Linked DNA regions of Zea mays: region 2 is linked to region 1. The links are chromatin contacts, called in public Hi-C maps. All regions are on one chromosome and are shown on one strand. Each heading gives the region's core, a stretch centred on a gene start, on an enhancer-like site or on the middle of the called end of the contact. The rest is flanking DNA. Distances are from core to core; before and after follow the strand shown. Region 1 holds the start of LOC103634814 (protein SUPPRESSOR OF K(+) TRANSPORT GROWTH DEFECT 1). Region 2 holds the start of LOC111589993.

What was found. A called contact is a pair of places that touch in the nucleus more often than the background predicts.
Region 2: a contact with region 1 is called in a Hi-C map of ear, with 2.6 times the contacts expected there. The contact joins the promoter of LOC111589993 here to the promoter of LOC103634814 in region 1. A contact is called at or near these places in 2 of 25 Hi-C or Micro-C datasets (ear and tassel).

The regions. Positions count from the first base shown.
Region 1 is chr8:14,005,935-14,010,534 of Zm-B73-REFERENCE-NAM-5.0, forward strand. LOC103634814 (protein SUPPRESSOR OF K(+) TRANSPORT GROWTH DEFECT 1) reads right to left here and starts at 2,618. Exons shown (of 8, transcript XM_008657403.3): 1 at 1,869-2,618; 2 at 1,095-1,200. The coding sequence starts at 2,607.
Region 2 is chr8:14,310,923-14,315,522 of Zm-B73-REFERENCE-NAM-5.0, forward strand. LOC111589993 reads right to left here and starts at 2,530. Exons shown (of 2, transcript XM_023300936.2): 1 at 2,228-2,530; 2 at 1,745-2,142. The coding sequence starts at 2,356. The coding sequence ends at 1,846. It overlaps LOC103634819 (a long non-coding RNA gene), which reads left to right and starts at 3,617. Exons shown (of 2, transcript XR_004851889.1): 1 at 3,617-4,600.

The DNA of each region.
Region 1 (4,600 bases), core at 1,368-3,867:
CTCTTGCCTGCATCAAGCATCAGCATGCAGTTTTTAGGAAGCAGCAATTTCTTTCAAATTGTCTTATATGTATTGTGTTAATTTAATAACAGGGCAACATTTGTCTCGTAACAAGATATGATTCCATAACATAGCTAAGACAGATCATTTTATTATTTAATAACACATCAGTGTCTAACTGTCTATAAATGTCACATGTGCAAAGTGCACTCACAACAGAACAGATGAGAGTTCAAACAAAAAAAATCATGTTTGATGAAGTATATTTCTTCAAATTAGCTCTAGATGGTAAAAAACAGTTCAAAGAGGCATGTTGGTATTTTTGGAAACTTTTTGATGTCCCCAAAATAAAATTTGATGGAGCTGCATGACCTTGTTCACAGATAAACACTACATTTTGACAGTTTCCCATGCAGTGAAAAAGCTATTGTTGCACCACGAACACGAATGTAAGTAAAATGAATTATACTCCATAATGGAGCTAATAGACAAACAGGAAACTGTACCATTAACACAGAACATGTACAAAATCAAAGAACATTTCGATGCAATCTACATGTCTATGCCAGTGTATATATTGCATTGTGGAACAGGTTTCAATAAAAAAGGATTGGTACCCAATTCCTTTCAGGTGAAATAGTTACAGCTTTTTTTATAAATAGCCCATACAAATCCATCGCACCCGTCCATATAAATCAATAATTTATGTGAGACATGGTGTGTACTGTCCTCAAATAAAATAATCTATTCCCTGAAACCAAGAAAAAGTGTGATGCTACAAATGAAGTGTTATGTGAAGACTCTAGGTACTACACAAATGTGTCAGCGGTGCAGAATGCCTAAGAATTCTTAAATTGGCAGACACTACAACGCACTGAAAATTTGTTGAATAATAATGTTGTCACTGGTAGGTGAAATATGTAAGATAGATATAGTAAGAGTTCAGACATATGACAGCCAAAGGAAGCATATCAAGAGATATGCAGCAAAAGCTTAAAACAGTTTTTGTTTCAAAACCAAAGCATAAAAAGAACATGTCTATAAAAGAGCAAACTAAAGGGAACTGGTGTAGTGATGAATATACAATTATCTACCTGAAAAATGTTGAATCAGCCTCGGTTGCGACGGCTTTTGCCAAGTAAGACTTTCCTGTTCCAGGAGGGCCATATAAAAGAAACGCCCTCCAAGGCCTCCGCTTGCCTAAGGGATAGCATTCTTCATTAGTTCATACTGGCAAACAAACCATTCAAAATTGAAAATAAATTTTTACCAGGTCAATAAATTCTAGATTTGAATCAAGTAGCCAGTCATAATCTTTGGTACAAAACTAGCAGAATAATCATATGAATGCAATTGTGCATATATTCTTAAAATAGCATGTTTGATCCTTTTGAATTTTGAATTGAACCATCTTTCAGTTCACACTTTTTAACATGAAAAGGGGTTGTTGTTTTAATCCCAGTTGATATCGATATTCTGTGTAGGTAATTTAACAGTTAGCAATGCTCTTGAAAGGTTTACCAACCGAAAAATAACCTAAGTAGTCAAACATATGGCCTCTAGAAATGGTCTCGCCCAACAACATAAATCATCATGTAAAAATGAAAACAAAAAAATCATAGCGCCGGTTATCAATCAATCAAATATTCGATAATCACTTTCGACAGCAAAAGATGTTTCGTTATTCGCTACCTAACAGTGGATAGTTGTATCAACCCTAGCTCACCCCCCATCCAATTTAACAAATATAATAAAGATCTGCAAAGCCTTTGCGACCCCATAGCAAGGCACCATAACGATTACAATCACGAAACTTTTATCAGGATCAAAGAATAAAAAGAAAAAAAAAAGGATAACCCGTAGCTCACCCGTGAAGAACTGTGGGAACTTGACCGGCAATATGACGGCCTCCTGCAGAGCTTGCTTGGCGCTCTCGAGGCCAGCAACGTCGTTCCACTTGACGTTGGGCTTCTCGGTGATGATGGCAGAGTTGAGCCCCGCCCTGAGCTTGGACTGCTCGGAGTCATCCCCTCCGTTGCCCCCGTCGCCGTCCTTGCCCTTGGTCTTGGGGCGCGTGGCGACGGCTGCGTCACCTCCGTTGGCCCCCGGCCCCGCGCCGCCCTCGTCGAGGACGGCCCGGATCTCCTCGGCGCGGCGGAGGTACTCGGTGAACTTGGCGGTGATGGCCTCCTTGATCTTGGGGTTCTTCTCGTACTTGAGATGGGTCTTGAAGTACTCGAGCGCGTTCATGTAGAGAGGGAACGCCTTGACGTAGTTGCCGGCATTGTCCTCCTGGACCGCCTGCTTGACGTACTCGATCGCCTGCTCCTTGAAGTTGCTATACATCGGGGTAGGCCCAGAGGCGCCGCCTCTGCGGCGGATAGGAGGGGGGATCGGCCGGATTGGGCACCGCAGCGGCTGATTCGGGACGGGAGGGGAGCGGAGGCGGCGGGCGGTTGATTTGTGCTGGGGTTTGACGCGGTGAGGAGAAGACGGGGTGCGCAGGAGGAAAGGGGAACGAAGACGAGACGAGACGAGGGAGAGGAAAGGAAAAGATGGGAAGGGAGAAGCGTGTTTTGGCTGCGGAGAAAAAAGAATAGGTGGCATTCATTTGCCTATCTTTACTGTATGATGGTGATGCTATAGGCTTAACGTATAATTTTGTTTCATTAAACCGTATAAAGAATATTAGAGATGTATCTTAGAATTGCCAGGCAATCTCAAACCAACTCGTGGTTTTTCATGATCCAGGCCCATTTAGCAAGGATTTAGTTGCTTAACGTTTACATAGACGAACTAGTCAGACTCTTTGCGGTAGAAATGTCTTTTTTATTGCTAGATCTAACTATAAGTGGGTTTAGTAGATAATTTCTCAAACTACTTTTCTCTAGGTACATCGGAATCTCCAAACAACCCAAAACTACGTCTTACAGAGAAACTTAAGAATCACGTTCTTCAAAGACTAGGATTTTGAATGAACAAGAAATATTTCTCAGATTTACTTGAGAATTAGAAACCGTAAACCTATAATTCCCCTAAGAATCAGAATAGATTTGTCGGGGACCATAATTAGGGGTACCCTCAAGACGCCTAATTCTCAGCTGGTAACCCCCATCAGCATAAAGCTGCAAAGGCCTGATGGGCATGATTAAGTCAGGGATCAGTCCACACGAGTGACTCGATCACGCTTCACCCGAGCCTAGCCTCGGCCGAAGGCAGCCGACCTCGAGAGACTTCCGTCTCGCCCGAGGCCCCCTTTTTATGGCGGACACATCACCGGCTCGCCCAAGGCCTTGGCTTCGCTCAGAAGCAACCTTGACTAAATCACCACACCGACTGACCAAATTGCAGGGGCATTTAACGCACAGGAGGCCTGACACCTCTATCCTGACACGCGCCTCCAGCAGAGCCGAGGTGACCGCCGTCACTCCACCGCTCCACTGGCCAGTCTGACAGAAGGACAGCGCCGCCTGCGCCACTCCGACTGCAGCGCCACTCGACAGAGTAAGTCTGACAGGCAGTCAGGCCTCGACAAAGGCGCCACGGCAAACTCCGCTCCGCCCGACCCCAGGGCTCGGACTCGGGCTAAGACCCGGAAGACGGCGAACTCCGCTCCGCCCGACCCCAGGGCTCGGACTCGGGCTAAGACCCGGAAGACGGCGAACTCCGCTCCGCCCGACCCCAGGGCTCGGACTCGGGCTAAGACCCGGAAGACGGCGAACTCCGCTCCGCCCGACCCCAGGGCTCGGACTCGGGCTAAGACCCGGAAGACGACGAAACTCCGCCTCGCCCGACCCCAGGGCTCGGACTCCGCCCTGGCCTCGGCCGAACGACTTCCGCCTCGACCGACCCCTTGGCTCGGGCTCGGCCACGGCAACAGAAGGCAGACTCAACCTCGGCTTCGGAGGAAACCCCACGTCGCCCTGCCTAGGGCACAGACCGCCACGTCAACAGGAGGCGCCATCATCATCCCACCCCGAATCGACTCGGGTCACGGAGAACAAGACCGGCGTCTCATCCGGCCAGCTCCGCCAGAGAGGCAATGATGGCGCTCCACAAGCTCTATGACGACGGCGGCCCCTAGCTCTCTTACGGAAGCAGGACAACGTCAGCAGGGACTCGACCGCTCCAACAGCTGTCCCTCCATCAGGCTCCGCCGCACCTCCAACAGCCACGACATCACGCCAGCAGGGTGCCCAGATCTCTCCGGCTGCCACATTGGCATGTACCTAGGGCGCTAGCTCTCCCTCCGCTAGACACGTAGCACTCTGCTACATCCCATTGTACACCTGGATCCTCTCCTTACGACTATAAAAGGAAGGACCAGGGCCTTCTCAGAGGAGGTTGGCCGCGCGGGACCGAGGACGGGACAGGCGCTCTCTTGGGGCCGCTCGCTTCCCTCACCCGCGTGGACGCTTGTAACCCCCCTACTGCAAGCGCACCTGACCTGGGCGCGGGACGAACACGAAGGCCGCGGGACTTCCACCTCTCTCACGCTCGGCTCCGGCCGCCTCGCCTCTCCCCCCTTCGCGCTCGCCCACGCGCTCGACCCATCTGGGCTGGGGCACGCAGCACACTCACTCGTCGGCTTAGGGACCCC
Region 2 (4,600 bases), core at 1,280-3,779, 300 kb after region 1:
GCCTTTAGCGTGTTATGAATATGTTGTAAACTAATATGTCTTTGGCATGCAGCGTTTATCTAGGCGCCTACGTGGAGCTGCTGCTCGCTGTGGCTGCAGGACTACTGTTGCACATGACGTCCATGTACCATCGTGTACCGACACAGCAACGCCCTCCACAGGTCTTGGTGCTGGCTTCGACTACGATCACGACGAGATAGGACCTTCACAGCTTCAGGGGGCTCCTTCGACACAGCCATTACAACCACAAGATCGTAGGCAACACCGCTCTCCACAACGTTACACTCCAGGCACCGACGCTTTAGGCAAGGGTAAGACTAGGAGACGTTGAATTGCTTTGGACTCTATGGACTGTAACGTATGAATTATATAGACTTGTAATGGACTCATTTGGCCTCTACGGGCTTGTATGACATTTTAATGGACTTGTATGAATTCTATGGACTTGTAATGCACTTGTTTAGACTTTTATGAGCTTGCTTGGAATTTTTTAGAATTGTATGCACTTGTATGTTATGCTTATCTATGTGTATATGTTGGATTGACAAAAAACAGAAAAAACTCTGCCGAAATTTTGTGAAATCGTTGGTTATGTCATGTAGCCTTTACATAACTATTACATAGCCTTTTAAGAAGCATTAATTTTTGGACTAGCATCTAGACTTTTCAGGAGTGTATATATAGCCTTTTCAGAGTGTATAAATAGCCTTTTCAGGAATGTATATATAGCCTTTTCAGGATTGTATATATAGCCTTTTCAGAATCAACAATATCCTACATTATCGTAGGACATGTAGCCTTTTCAGTAGCAGAACATAGCCTTTTCAGAGTCTTTGTACATATCTGATGTTTATAATCCATTACACTATCTATCCTTTAGCCTATATATACACGATCCTTTGTACATTTGCTTCATTGTGCAATACAATGGCTTCAGGGTCTTCTAGGGGCAAGGGTGCGGTAAATGAGAGACGAAAAGATGGAGGGAAGTTAACTCCACTGTGTTTTGATGGTCCTCTTGGTCCAGATTTTTTTGAAGAGGCGGTTTTTAACTTTCCAGTTCAAAGTAAAAAAGATTTCAACAAAGAGGTTAGACTTAGGTCCTACGATAATAGGAGAGAAGATTGGCCGAAGTGCATGCATGGTGAGGATTGCTTGGTGCAGATGTTCGTTGAGGGTGGAATTGATGGAGGCCGGCGTTTCTTCAGATGTCCTTATGCATATGTACAAATTAATTTCTACTCCTTTGTTCTAAATACTTTTGTTATTCAGTGAAACTAACTATAAACATTTATGCAGCATTCATTGGTCAAGGAGAATTGTGGGTTCACTCGTTGGGTAGATCCTCATCCGATTTTTCCTCATGCGGAATACATATCCTACCTACAGAATAGGATATTTGATCTAGAGAGGGAAGTAAGCAACAAAAATGACGAGGAAGAAAGAGACAACAACAATGTTGGTGCTTCACAGGTGCAAGTATGCCCAGATCCATATTGTTGCTGCCCTTGTCACAACAAGAATGTTGGTCCTCCATCGTCTCCACCGCACCCACAGCAGACACCAACAATGGGAGGATACTATGGAGAAGGGTCAACTCAATTTGGAATGTGGGAGCACTACTAGAAAACTCTTCTGTAATAATTTCTTTCAGCGTGTTGATTATCTTTTTCAATTGCTTGAAGTCGCCTTCAAGAATTGCTTTAAATCTAGTTTTCATCAATTGTGTATTTATGTACTTTTTCATCAATTTGAAGGTAATTCATTACGAAATATCATTGTTCGACAATACATAATACCGAATAATAAGTTCATTATTACATAACTTCAAATAAAACACCAAGACTACTGAGTGCAACGGGGCCATTTGCCTTTGCGAAATGCATCAGGGTTCTCCTCCATTGCTTCCTTTGCACGACGTGCGCGCTCAAGCTTTTTCTCCTTCTCTTCCCTGCATTCAGCAATACACCTCGTTTTCCCTTCGTCTTCACGTTGTTGCTCCGCAGCAAGCTCCTCTCGTCTTTTTTCCATCCTCTCTTTGTCCTCTGCATCCCACTTTTTAAGATTCTCCAACCACTTCTTGTCTTTCTCTGATATTTCTGTGTCAATCCACTGCTCAAAATCACATAGCGGTGGAGGAGTCTACAAAATATGCAATTATTAGTACGCAAAAAAAATTTTACAAAAACATTCACAAATTGTAAACATATTACAAGACTATTCTCACCATTAAATTCATCCGACGTTGAACAATAGTTGGCTCAAATGCAAAGTTAGCACACATCCAATACCTCTGTCGATAGGTGTCATGATCCTCAGACTTATCGACCTTACAAGGATCACCACAAAAACACATAGGCACTGGAACACCACTTGGCAAAGACAGCGGGTCGAAGGCAGTTCCGGTCAAAGGACTCTTCCTAAATTTCCATAAACTCTATAACAATCACAAATATAATAGACTCACAAAATAAGAGGCGGATCCAAAACTTACCTTGGTTTAGCATATTTACCACGCCTAGACATCATATAAATCAGGCGATATCTCTAGTTTTGAAGAATTGGAATGAGCACAGCAACAAGCCAGACGTAGGGTACTATTTATAGGCATGTACCTCGGCGCCATAGATCTTGGCGCCGAGGTAGGCGTCGTTGACCGGGCGCCTACCTCGGCGCCAAGATCTATGGCGCCGAGGTACATGCCACGTAGATCCCAGGTCACACCACCGTCTGACGTATGAGCGCCAATATTATTGGCGCCGGCACACAGAAGCTCGGCGCCAATGATGACGGCGCCGAGCCAAGAGTCCATTTTTTGAAATGAAACTGCGAGGGGGCATAATTGTGCAAAAAAAACCCGAAAAGGGCCAATTTGCAAAAAAGTTGGGGGGCTCCTGGCAGTCTCTTGACTGCATGGTTTCCTTTGGATGCTACCGACATCGAGGCATCTCCAGGCCAGTTTCTCGTTCTTGGGGTTTCCCGATCGTTTTCTAAATTCGTACAAAATTCTAAATATTTTTAAAATATATAAAAATCGAGAAAAAAATATGATAATTACATGTTTTTTGAGTAATCCGATATATCACATTTTTTTGTTTTTGTTAAAAAATAATAAGTATTTTCTAGTAAAAATAATAAATTTCATTGAGAAAACACACTTTTTTATCGAGAAAACCGGGTTTTTAAACTAGAAACATGCACATAGGATTTTCTCGGGAAAAAAACGAAATAAAAAAACAAAATTTACCGAGAAACATAGAAAATCTGTCGAAAAACACGGTTTCAACTCAGAAACATGGTTTTTCCTCGATCGCATTCACGAAAATCTGTTTTTAAATTTAAACTTGCAAACCGGTGGAGAAATTTGAGAAATCCCTTGAAGACCGTTTGGTTTCCTATTTTCAGTTTTATAGCGGGAAATTTAAATTAAATTAAAACGATTTTGGTTAACCATGTGGGGACGACGCGGGACGAGAGGAACAGCTAGCAGCAGTAGCAATTTCCTATATATTAAAGCAGCTTCAAAACGGCTTCAATAAAGCTATCCACGTCATCAAGAAATCATGTGACGTTCGATTACAGATCAACGGTGATCTTGCCGAGTTCTCCGCACTGCTGGAGACTTCCAGGTGCTTCTTCCCCCTCCCAAAATTCTTCTCCTCGCGGTCTCCCTCGCCGCCACGCCTGCATCCGCCACTCTCCGCGCTCGCACACGCCGCCTCCTCCTCCCCGTCACCCCTTCGCCGTGGTGGCTCCCGTCGTCCCACGCCTCCCTCGTCTGCAAGCGCTGACGCCTCCTCCTCTCCAACCCTACCTTCGTCCGCCGCTTCCATGTCCTCCACAGGGCGCCTCACCTCCTCAGCTTCTTCGCCGACCACAACACCGGCGCTCCCCCTCCCTCCCTCCGGTCGTCGTCACGCTGCGTCTTGGCCCAACCGTTCAGGTGCTCGGTGCTTAACTCTCCTATTGCACACCCATGTTTAACTTTTCTTGAATTTTCTTAGGAATTGAGGCTGTAGGGTATATATGAGGGGTTAATTCAGCCGAACTGTTCAGTAACGTGGTAACTGTTCTTCAGGGTGCGAGTTTGTTGTACTATAAAGGTTTGGTAACCTGAATAAAACAAATGAACTTCTGTTCTAGTTTCACTATCACCAGGTTGCGGGTTTGAAGGCCAAAACCTTCAGCACTGGTCCTCCAAAACCTTCAGCGCTGGTCCTGCCTATGCTAGTTTCATTTGCATGGATAAGTTATGAATGAAGAAAACATACATTTTAATATCTAGGCGACCATTTCAGAAGACGTGTAGTTAGAAATCAGTAACTAAGAACAGATCTTAACCTTATACATTCTTGGTCTTTCTTTTTGTCCTGTATTTTTTTATTGTTTGGGTGTAACACCATTATTACATAGCTTGGTTGATGCATACACTACTACATGGTATTTATATCGTCCTGACGATTGTTACATCAACCACATTACACATTATATATAGCAGTATAGAATAAATGTTGTACATGTCTAATAATGCACACTAATAATTGTAAATTTGCAACCCACTTATCCAGCTGATTGATATTGTGATCAGTTCACGTTGCAA